Regions from separate parts of the Mus musculus genome. Here regions 1 and 2 are each linked to region 3. Evidence: chromatin contacts called from public promoter capture Hi-C data. All regions are on one chromosome and are shown on one strand. Each heading gives the region's core, a stretch centred on a gene start, on an enhancer-like site or on the middle of the called end of the contact. The rest is flanking DNA. Distances are from core to core; before and after follow the strand shown. Region 1 overlaps Gas7 (growth arrest specific 7). Region 2 overlaps Glp2r (glucagon-like peptide 2 receptor). Region 3 holds the start of Myh3 (myosin, heavy polypeptide 3, skeletal muscle, embryonic).

What was found. Promoter capture Hi-C pulls out the DNA fragments that hold promoters and counts their contacts.
Region 1: a contact with region 3 is called in a promoter capture Hi-C map of hippocampal neurons, with 2.7 times the contacts expected there. The contact joins the enhancer-like site here to the promoter of Myh3 in region 3. A contact is called at or near these places in 10 of 39 promoter capture datasets (the 3T3-L1 cell line, 3T3-L1-derived adipocytes, cranial neural crest and 5 more).
Region 2: a promoter capture Hi-C map of trophoblast stem cells shows a contact between it and region 3, with 2.8 times the contacts expected there. The contact joins the enhancer-like site here to the promoter of Myh3 in region 3. A contact is called at or near these places in 7 of 39 promoter capture datasets (the 3T3-L1 cell line, frontonasal cranial neural crest, hippocampal neurons and 3 more).

Annotation. Positions count from the first base shown.
Region 1 is chr11:67,666,448-67,669,442 of GRCm38.p6, reverse strand. The region is part of intron 8 of Gas7 (growth arrest specific 7); the gene reads right to left. It also overlaps a transcript of Glp2r not described here. Among named protein-coding and RNA genes, the nearest start is that of Rcvrn, 27 kb to the left of the region's middle. Within about 2 kb of position 1,527, at least 39 of the 459 cell types and tissues checked have an H3K27ac peak or open chromatin away from gene starts, as enhancers often do. A contact at or near this core is called in 3T3-L1-derived adipocytes and hippocampal neurons, where this site is marked.
Region 2 is chr11:67,720,411-67,723,110 of GRCm38.p6, reverse strand. Glp2r (glucagon-like peptide 2 receptor) reads left to right here. Exons shown (of 13, transcript NM_175681.3): 11 at 1,016-1,154. Among named protein-coding and RNA genes, the nearest start is that of Rcvrn, 26 kb to the right of the region's middle. Within about 2 kb of position 1,365, at least 14 of the 459 cell types and tissues checked have an H3K27ac peak or open chromatin away from gene starts, as enhancers often do. A contact at or near this core is called in trophoblast stem cells, where this site is marked.
Region 3 is chr11:67,076,862-67,079,561 of GRCm38.p6, reverse strand. Myh3 (myosin, heavy polypeptide 3, skeletal muscle, embryonic) reads right to left here and starts at 1,262. Exons shown (of 41, transcript NM_001099635.1): 1 at 1,238-1,262; 2 at 413-423.

The DNA of each region.
Region 1 (2,995 bases), core at 278-2,777, 590 kb before region 3:
ACAACAAAAAAAAAGAGCACTGACTGCTCTTCTTGAGGTCCTGAGTTCAATTTCCAGCAACCACATGGTGGCTCACAACCACCTATAATGGGATCTGATGTACTCTTCTGGTGTGTCTGAAGACAGTGACAGTGCAGTCATACAAATAATAATAAATAAATAATACTTAGAGGTGGGTCTCTTGAGGCCATAACAAAATGCTCGGGTGCTCTGAAGTGGTCTTCTCTCCTTGCTGTTGGCATGTGGTGGCTTTTGCCACATGCTAGGGCAATGTATAGGCACTCTCTAGATACTAGCTCCTTGGTCTTGGACCTCCTAGCCTTCAGAACCATAAACAATTTCTTTTCTTTATAAATTATGCACATAAGGGTCTCCGACTCAAAGCCACACAGATAGGGCAGGCTGGTGAGCCTCAAGGGCATGCCTGTGTATTTCACTAGAGAACACAGCCTGGGACCTCCCATGTAGCAGGCAAATGTTCAACCATTGAGCTCTGTTTCTGGTCCTTAGGCAGCTGTTAGGAGAACTGTGTGGAGACAGCATGGTAAAAAGGAACTCTGACCATCACCTCATGCCATGCATACAGGGTTTCAATGCAGATCCTAGCTTCAACCTGACAGCCAATAAGCCACCCCTCTTGCAGGAGTGAGGTGGTGCTGCCATGGGAGCTGAGTGACACACAGAAGGTTCTGGACATACAGTCTGAAAAGGCCCTGGGAGGGGCCAAGCCTCTTCTTACAGGGCTGTAAGTCGGCTGCCAGCCGAGCACATGGGGTAACTGGCTAAGGCCAGGTATGGCATCTTGAGACTGTTAGCTCAAGGATAGTGGGGGCTGGGCCATTCGCATCCTGGATAGTGACTTCAGTCCTACTAGCAGGGATAGCATGCCCCAGGTGGAGGGGGTGACACTCCTTATTACCAGATGGCCTCAGCCCTATGCCTACTATGTCCTTGCTCCTCAGCATTCTAAGGCACTTCAAATGTACAGAACTACCTCACTTGGCCCTGTAGGTCCAAATGAATATGTGTTCATTAAAAACAAACTTTAATTGTTTAGGGGAAAGCCATTAGAAATCCTCATTCAAAGATGGCATCTAATAAGAAAGAGGCAAATGAGAAGCTGTCTGGTGTATTCTATCTTCATGTATAGTCTGTGGCTCAACAGATCAAAATGCAGGCTCCTGTCAAAACCGCCAGCCAAGAATGACCCACATTTCATCGTTACCCTGCACGTGAGAGGGCAAAAGGCAAAAGGCAGTCCTTGAAGGCTGCTGAATCGCCAGCATGCACGGGCCTTGTGACAGCTGATCTGAATAGGGCATCTAAGTTGCCAGATAGCTCAAGTGTACCCTATCTGTCCTGTGGTCTCTGAGCCCCCACATCCACACAAAGCCTTCAAGGTGCACCGGGCCAAACGTCCAGAGCCGTGTTGCAGATGCAGGATCTAGCGCTGTTATACTTTGTGCCTGCCGGTAAAGGTTTGCCTGGGTGTGTGCACGTGATGCACCTGAGCTTGTGTGGTTGACTGTGCCCATGCATTTGGGTCTGGCATGAGGAGCAGGCTGCTTATCTTAGGAGCATATGCTGTGTGCTGGCGGGACAAAATGTCCCTGGCAGGAGCCCAAGCCAAGGGGGTGGGATCTGGAAGCCCTCCAGAGCCATACTGTGATGCCAAGGACCCAAAGGAAGCTACATTCCCTGGTGGCAGGGCTACTTCCGTGTGCTTCCTGCCTTGTCTCAGGCTCAGAAGGCAGTAGGAGAGGCCAGGAGACAGCTAACCATGTTCAGGTCTGAAGAGGGACACAGGCCCTGCTGGGTTTTCCTGTGGCTGATGGGGAGGAGGTGGCTTGGCTGCAGTCAGCACATGTGAAGCCCTAATCAGAACCATATTCAGATGGCAAAAATCTCTGTCCCAGGATGACTCTAGCCATGAGGCAGATTAGAGCTGATTCGCCATCACACCTCTCTCACAACTACAACCCCTGTGGGCCACTCTTGAAGTTCACCCCAGCAGGATGGGATGACAGAGGGGTCCTCTGAGGACTCTGTTGGTACTGACTTCCCAAGAGCCTTGACTGTTTTTCATTTGAGGTGAAAATCACACGTGATATATCATCCAGTTTAAGGTGAGCAACTTAAAAGTGTTTACAGCATCCACAGTGTAGTTGAGTCCAAACACTTTGTCACCCTGTCATGAATAAAAGTTTGTGATTTACCCCCCTCCCCTTTAGCCTTCTGATTCATATCTTAAAACTCTGACCAAGGATGTGGGGGATGGAGTAGTAGTTAAGATTGGAGGGCAGAGCCCTAATCCAATAGGATTATTGTCCCTGTAGGGCCGCTTCTTTACGCCAGCCCAGACAGAGGGGGAGAGGTGATTTTTAGCCATCCGTCGCCCCAGGGAGAACCCATGTCAGACACCGACCCTACTGGATCATTAACTTTAGACTTCCAGTCTCTAGAACTGAGACAAAATAGAAGCTTTTTTTTTTCCTCTGTTCTTTTTCTAGACAGGGATCTCACTGTGTAGCCCAGGCTGGCCTTTAACTCATGATCTTCCCACCTCTTCCCCCACCCCTGAGAGCTGGGATTACAGACAGATGTGTACCACCAGGCCCAGGCAAATTCCTATAGTTGAAGCTACTCAACCTGTGGTACTTTGTTATAGCAGCTGCAGCAGACATATACACACTCAAAATGAAAAGATGCACCTATTAACTGCCACTCCTCATTTCCCTCTTGACCACCAACTCATGGGCTTTGTCTCTATGGCTTTGCTTATTCTGGACATCTCAGAGGACTGGAATGATATACTCTGTGACCCACTGTGGATGGTTTCTCTTACTCAGCATCGCGTTTTTGAGGTTCCTCCATAGAGTAGAGGGTCTCGGTATTCCTCTCTATGGGTGAATGATACCCCGTTGTGCATCCACGGGTATCCACTGTGAGTATGCTACAGCTTCTGCAGCTGATCACCTCCTGATGGGATTTGGGT
Region 2 (2,700 bases), core at 116-2,615, 640 kb before region 3:
GTTTCCCTGGCGCTGGAGTTACAGGTGACTGTGAGCTACTTGATGTGGATGCTGGGACCTGGGTCCCCTGGAAGAAGAGCAAGCATTCTTAACTGCTGATCTATCTTTTCTCCATGACTATATACCTTACATCATCTCTGGATTATATCTAGTACACGAAGCAGTGTGAATACTGTGTAAATAGTTGCAGTGTTGCAATGTCTAGAGATAAATGATAAATCTGTGTAAGTTCAATATGGACACAATTGAAGAAATCATGTCAGTCAATCTACAGTTGGTTGGATCTTTCATTGCAGACCCTACACATTCTGAAGACCCACTGTATATTTCTTCAAGGTCTTGAAAGGAATTTCAATAGCCAGCCGTGCTTGGGATTCACCAGTTTGGAGCAATTGGTCCCCAGCTGTGTACTTTGCTCGTGGGTGGTACAAAGGAATGTTTGTCTTTTTGTGTGTGTGTAGACTGTAAACAACCGCCAACCTCCACACTGTGTACTCTAGTGTGCTTTACGAGGAGGATCAGTTTTCCACTTCCTGTGGCTCTTGCTGTCTGTCACAGGACTGAGGGACAGCAAAGGGCAGGCCCCACTTCCAGGCTGGGGATAACTTACTGGTGTCTCCGTGGCCCTGGGCAACTCATTTTCTTTCTTGTCTGAGGTTGATGTTGGAAGTGCTGAGTTTCTGGGGAGAGAAAGCAGTATCAGGACCTACTTGAAAACTTGTCAAACTTGGGTGGTACCTAAGGGTGGCAGCTGCTTGCATAGACGGGTATCATCCATCAGACACATCAATATCTGTAGGCGTGATATCCTACTGGGGATGGTTCCTCCATTCATTCCATAAATGCTCCCTGAGTATTTGTTACATACAGGGATACAAGAGTAACTAAGGTCACAAAAGACAAACTATCTGTTCACCAAGAGCGGGAGATTTGCCTTACAGATGCACACAGTCAGCAGGACTTGTTACATAGTCCCAGCGAGACCCTCATGACCAATTCTTGGTATTATTTGCAGACTGGCAAAATCAACCCTGCTCCTCATTCTTTTGATGGGGGTTCATGAGTTCCTCTTCACTTTCTTCACCGACGACCAAGTTCAAGGATTTTCAAGACTTATTCGTCTCTTCATCCAGTTGACCCTGAGCTCCTTCCATGTAAGTAGTCTGACTCATACCTTGGCTCAGAGAAGAAAGACACACAGGGTCCAAACAGAGAATTGAGCAGAGCTGGGGACCAACACACTCTTCTAGTATCAGTGGGCTCTATTGGTGAGGCTCTGTGACATTCGAGGGTGTACAGATGGGGAAGTGTTGTCTAGATCTTGCCGGCATGATTCAGTGATGCAGAAGAGAAAATCGGTCTTGTTCCTGGACTGTAGTAGGTGGTGTGACTCATGACCATATTAACTGTGGGTGTCACCTTGAAGCCTTTTATTATGGGCCTATTTTTGGCTGTGTTATCTGCAGAGCACCGTACAAAGAGGACCACGCCCATGCATCCTGTGGCATGTAAACCCTGCACACAATACTACTAGGGTAGGGAGAAGAGAGTCCAGGTCAAGAGTCTCTTAATCCAAACAGATGTGTATGCACCAAAACTAGAAACAGCAGTTTTGGTGGCCTGGATGCTTTGTTTCACCACTGCTAACGTTCACAGCTTAGTGTGGCCTTCAACCATGACATTGGTTGGAGTTAGACATCTAGATAGGACATGGGGTTGGAGGTAGCTAAGCTTTGATGTGATGAAGTCTGCTGGGGCCCTATGGCTTCTTCACACACTCACAACAGCCTGAGCTGGGGCTAGCTTCATTTGATTCGACTTCCTAGGACCTCTGGCTTGTTCTTTTTTCTGCACTATCAACTATGTCTCTTTCTTCCACTTGGTCTGAGGGTCTCTGGCTTTCCACAATTCTTTCCTTGTGATCTCTCCACAAAGTGACTGCTTTTTAGGTGGCAGCTCAGGGCTCCCAAGAGCATGGAAAAGGGGGCTGCTGGCATTTTAATGCTGAGGTCTGGAGCTGGCATCGTGATGACTTCACTGCATTCTGCAGTTTAAAGCAAGCCTAGAGTGCTCTGGCCCAAAGCGAAGGAGGGTGAGACTGAGGAGGGGTAAGGATGTGGAGAGGCGTGGCTTAGGGGCAAAGGCCAGTAAAGCAACAGACCTCAGGCAATAGTATAGGCATGGCCAAAGTCTCCATTCAGTAGTAGTCTTAGAATTAATCAACTTAATTGGGCAGTGGTGGTACATGCCTTAATCCAAGCACTCTGGAGGCAGAGGCAGGTGGATTTTTATGTGTTCGGGGCCAGCCTGGCTTACATCTCCAGGGTGAGTCCTAAGACAGCCAAGGCAACAGAAAGAAACCTTGGCTCAAAACAAAAACAACAAAACAAACAAACAAACAAAACTAACAAGAAACCGACTAAACAGAAAAAAACAACAACCAACCAACCAAAACAAACCAAAACAAAAGCCAAACCAAACCAAACAGAAACAAGACCACCTCCACCCCAAACCAAACCAACCAAACCAAAAAAGAATTAACCAATTTCAACTTCAAATTAACCATTTGATGTTGACATCAAATGGGGCTTCTGGAATGGAGAAGAAAGGACTTGGTGAAATTTCCTCCCCAGAGAGCTTCAAGCACTGGGAAGTATCTCAGTTATTAGAGAGCAGGCTCAGTATGTGTAAAGTCTTGGG
Region 3 (2,700 bases), core at 13-2,512:
GAATACTAAGCAGAAAATGGCAGAGACAGCTTTGAACTGTTTTGAATCGACATGGTTTCTGCCTCCCATGCTAAGAATAGACTGAAGGCCAGGCATGGTGGTCTATGCCTTTAGTCCCAGAACTTCGGAGGCTGCGACAGGTGGATCTCTGTGAGTCTGAAGCCAGCCTGGTCTACCTAGAGAGTTCAATGCCATCTGGGGCTACACAGTGAGATCCTGTCTCAAAAAACAAAGGAACAACAAACCACCATAGAGAATAGATGGGAACCTCTAGCCGCACCCCTGAGGATGAAGCCTGCACTTCTCCGTTAAGCTCTGTAACTCCTCGGGGGCACAGGCATGAGGGGGCAATGGGTGATCTGGGTTTACCTGAAGACTTCCTGAAGCTCTGGGATGTGGCCCCAATGCTCACCTGAGTCACACCTGCAGGACAGCAGAGAGCAGCAGCAGTTGTGGACGTATGGGACCTGCAAGAGCATGCACACAGAGTTTAGTGGCCACCGTGATGTCTGCTTCTGTGACGAACCAGACCTTGGTGAGGCTCAACTAAGACACACAAAGGACTAGACAGTCAGAAAGATCCTTAGCTCTGAGGCAAGCCCTAGGACTGCAGACAGATCATAGTCTACAGCTAGGCATAACTACCAACTGCCTGGCAGGTTGGCTCCTCCAGCCCACTCTGACAATTTCTTCAGACTGCAAGATCCTTCATTGTGAACAGGGCAGGGATTCTAAATGGACTGAGTCCCTGCCAATAAAAGCTTCTGTTAGCGGGTGGGGACAGGCCTCCTGGTTATCTGAAAATGGAGACGATGCTGAGATTGGCTAATTTAAACCTGTTAAGCAAACATGTAGTCTTGAGGCCACTAAACACCCAGCAGGTATAGCGTCCAGGTAGGAAACACAGAGTCCCCTGTTCATTCTGTGGATCAGAGAGGCAACAGGAGAACATGGAGCCATGGTGGACAGGCCCATGCCTGTCCAACAGGATCCTTCCCAAGCAGAGAAAAGAAAGGGTGGGCAGGACCCCAGCTTCGATGATCTGCTAGAGGCAGTGGGATGCTGGGCTCTTGGGTCTCGCATCTCACTCTACTGTATTCCTTGAGAACGCCTTGAGAAGAGAAAAGAGGCTTGCCTGCTATAACAAAGCCAGGGAGGGCCACAGTCCAGGGCAGTGGCCGAATCAGGTCTAGAAGCAGTAAATGCCACAGAGATACTAGGAAAGTGTAAGACTTACCTCTGACTGTGACAGAGAGAAGCATAGAGGAGAGCTGCCCCCTGGGCTTTTATAGGCCACCACTAACCCCCTGGGCTCATTCTTCCTCTATATTTGGAAAGAGAATGACTGACACCACAGGCTGAGAACTGGCCCCCTCCACACGTATTTTTCGCCGTTGCCAAGGGAAAAGTATATATAGAAATGAGCAGGGTCCGAAACCATTTTTTCCAACTGTAGAAAGCTGGGAATTTGAGATGCCTTGCTCTGTGAACTCAGGGCTGTAGCTTCTCCACCTAGCACAATGGGATCTCCTTTGCTTTAGGAGCCCCTACCTGGCTCCATCCTGCAGGCCATCCCACCCTGAAATCAGCTGAAGCCACTACCACTTGGGAACAGGGGACACACAGTTGTGCTATTTGCTTAGAAAGCTCATCGAAGATAAAGTAGAATTGAACTTGTTGAAGTCCCCTCACGGTTATGAGCCAAACTCTGTAAAACTTGTGCAGTTGGATTATAGTTTTTTTTTTCTCCTTCTCCATCTCTCTCCTTCCCCTCATTACTTTCTGTCTCATTACTATAATTATTTACTTAATCCTTTCTTAAGCACTAGCAGGACCAACAAGCAAGTAAATGACAGGGAGCTATGCCACCAGCCCATGTTCACAGTGACAGCTGCTTAGGGGCCTGTGGTTATCAAGACATATTACCAATTAGGAAAGGCCAGCTGCCAGCCTAGATAGGGGGCGAGGGGAACGGTAGTGGCCTGAAGAGAAAGGGGGGATGGGTATCGCCTAACAGATGCTGTCATTTCTAAATCAGGACTGGAAAATTAAACCTTAACAAGAGAATTAAGGTACAGTTGACATTTTTGTCCATTTCCATTCCTCTCTTTCCTGGTCCAGTCTTTGTGGTGAGGGTCTGAGTTGTATGGGGTCATGGTTGTTCATTTAATAGAGAACTTCATGCCAATACATCCCATTTGAGAATATGGACTGTCCTCTTACAGCCTACCCATACACTGGTAAGGGAAGAAGGGAGAAAGCAGGACCAAAGTCTTCATAGGGACCATTATTTTTTTCGAGACAGGGTTTCTCTGTGTATCCCTGGCTGTCCTGGAACTCACTTTGTAGACCAGGCTGACCTCGAACTCAGAAATCTGCCTGCCTCTGCCTCCCAAGTACTGGGATTAAAGGCATGCACCACCACCGCCCGGCCATAGGGACCATTATTAAACATCCTCTGTATGTTCTTTCCTATTGAGGACTCTTCAAAAAGGCAGAGTGGAATCGGAAGATAGTCTTTCCCCAACATAAACCATTTTGTGGGCAATGAGTCATACAGCCTTCACACATTCCCTTCCAAGATTTAGGCAATTTCATAGCAGAGAGGCCACGCTGAGGCTCTCTGATGCCTGTGGTTAGCTAGACATCAGGCCACAGTGAAGTCACATCTTCTCATTGCTCCTCTTGCTCTAGTTTGGA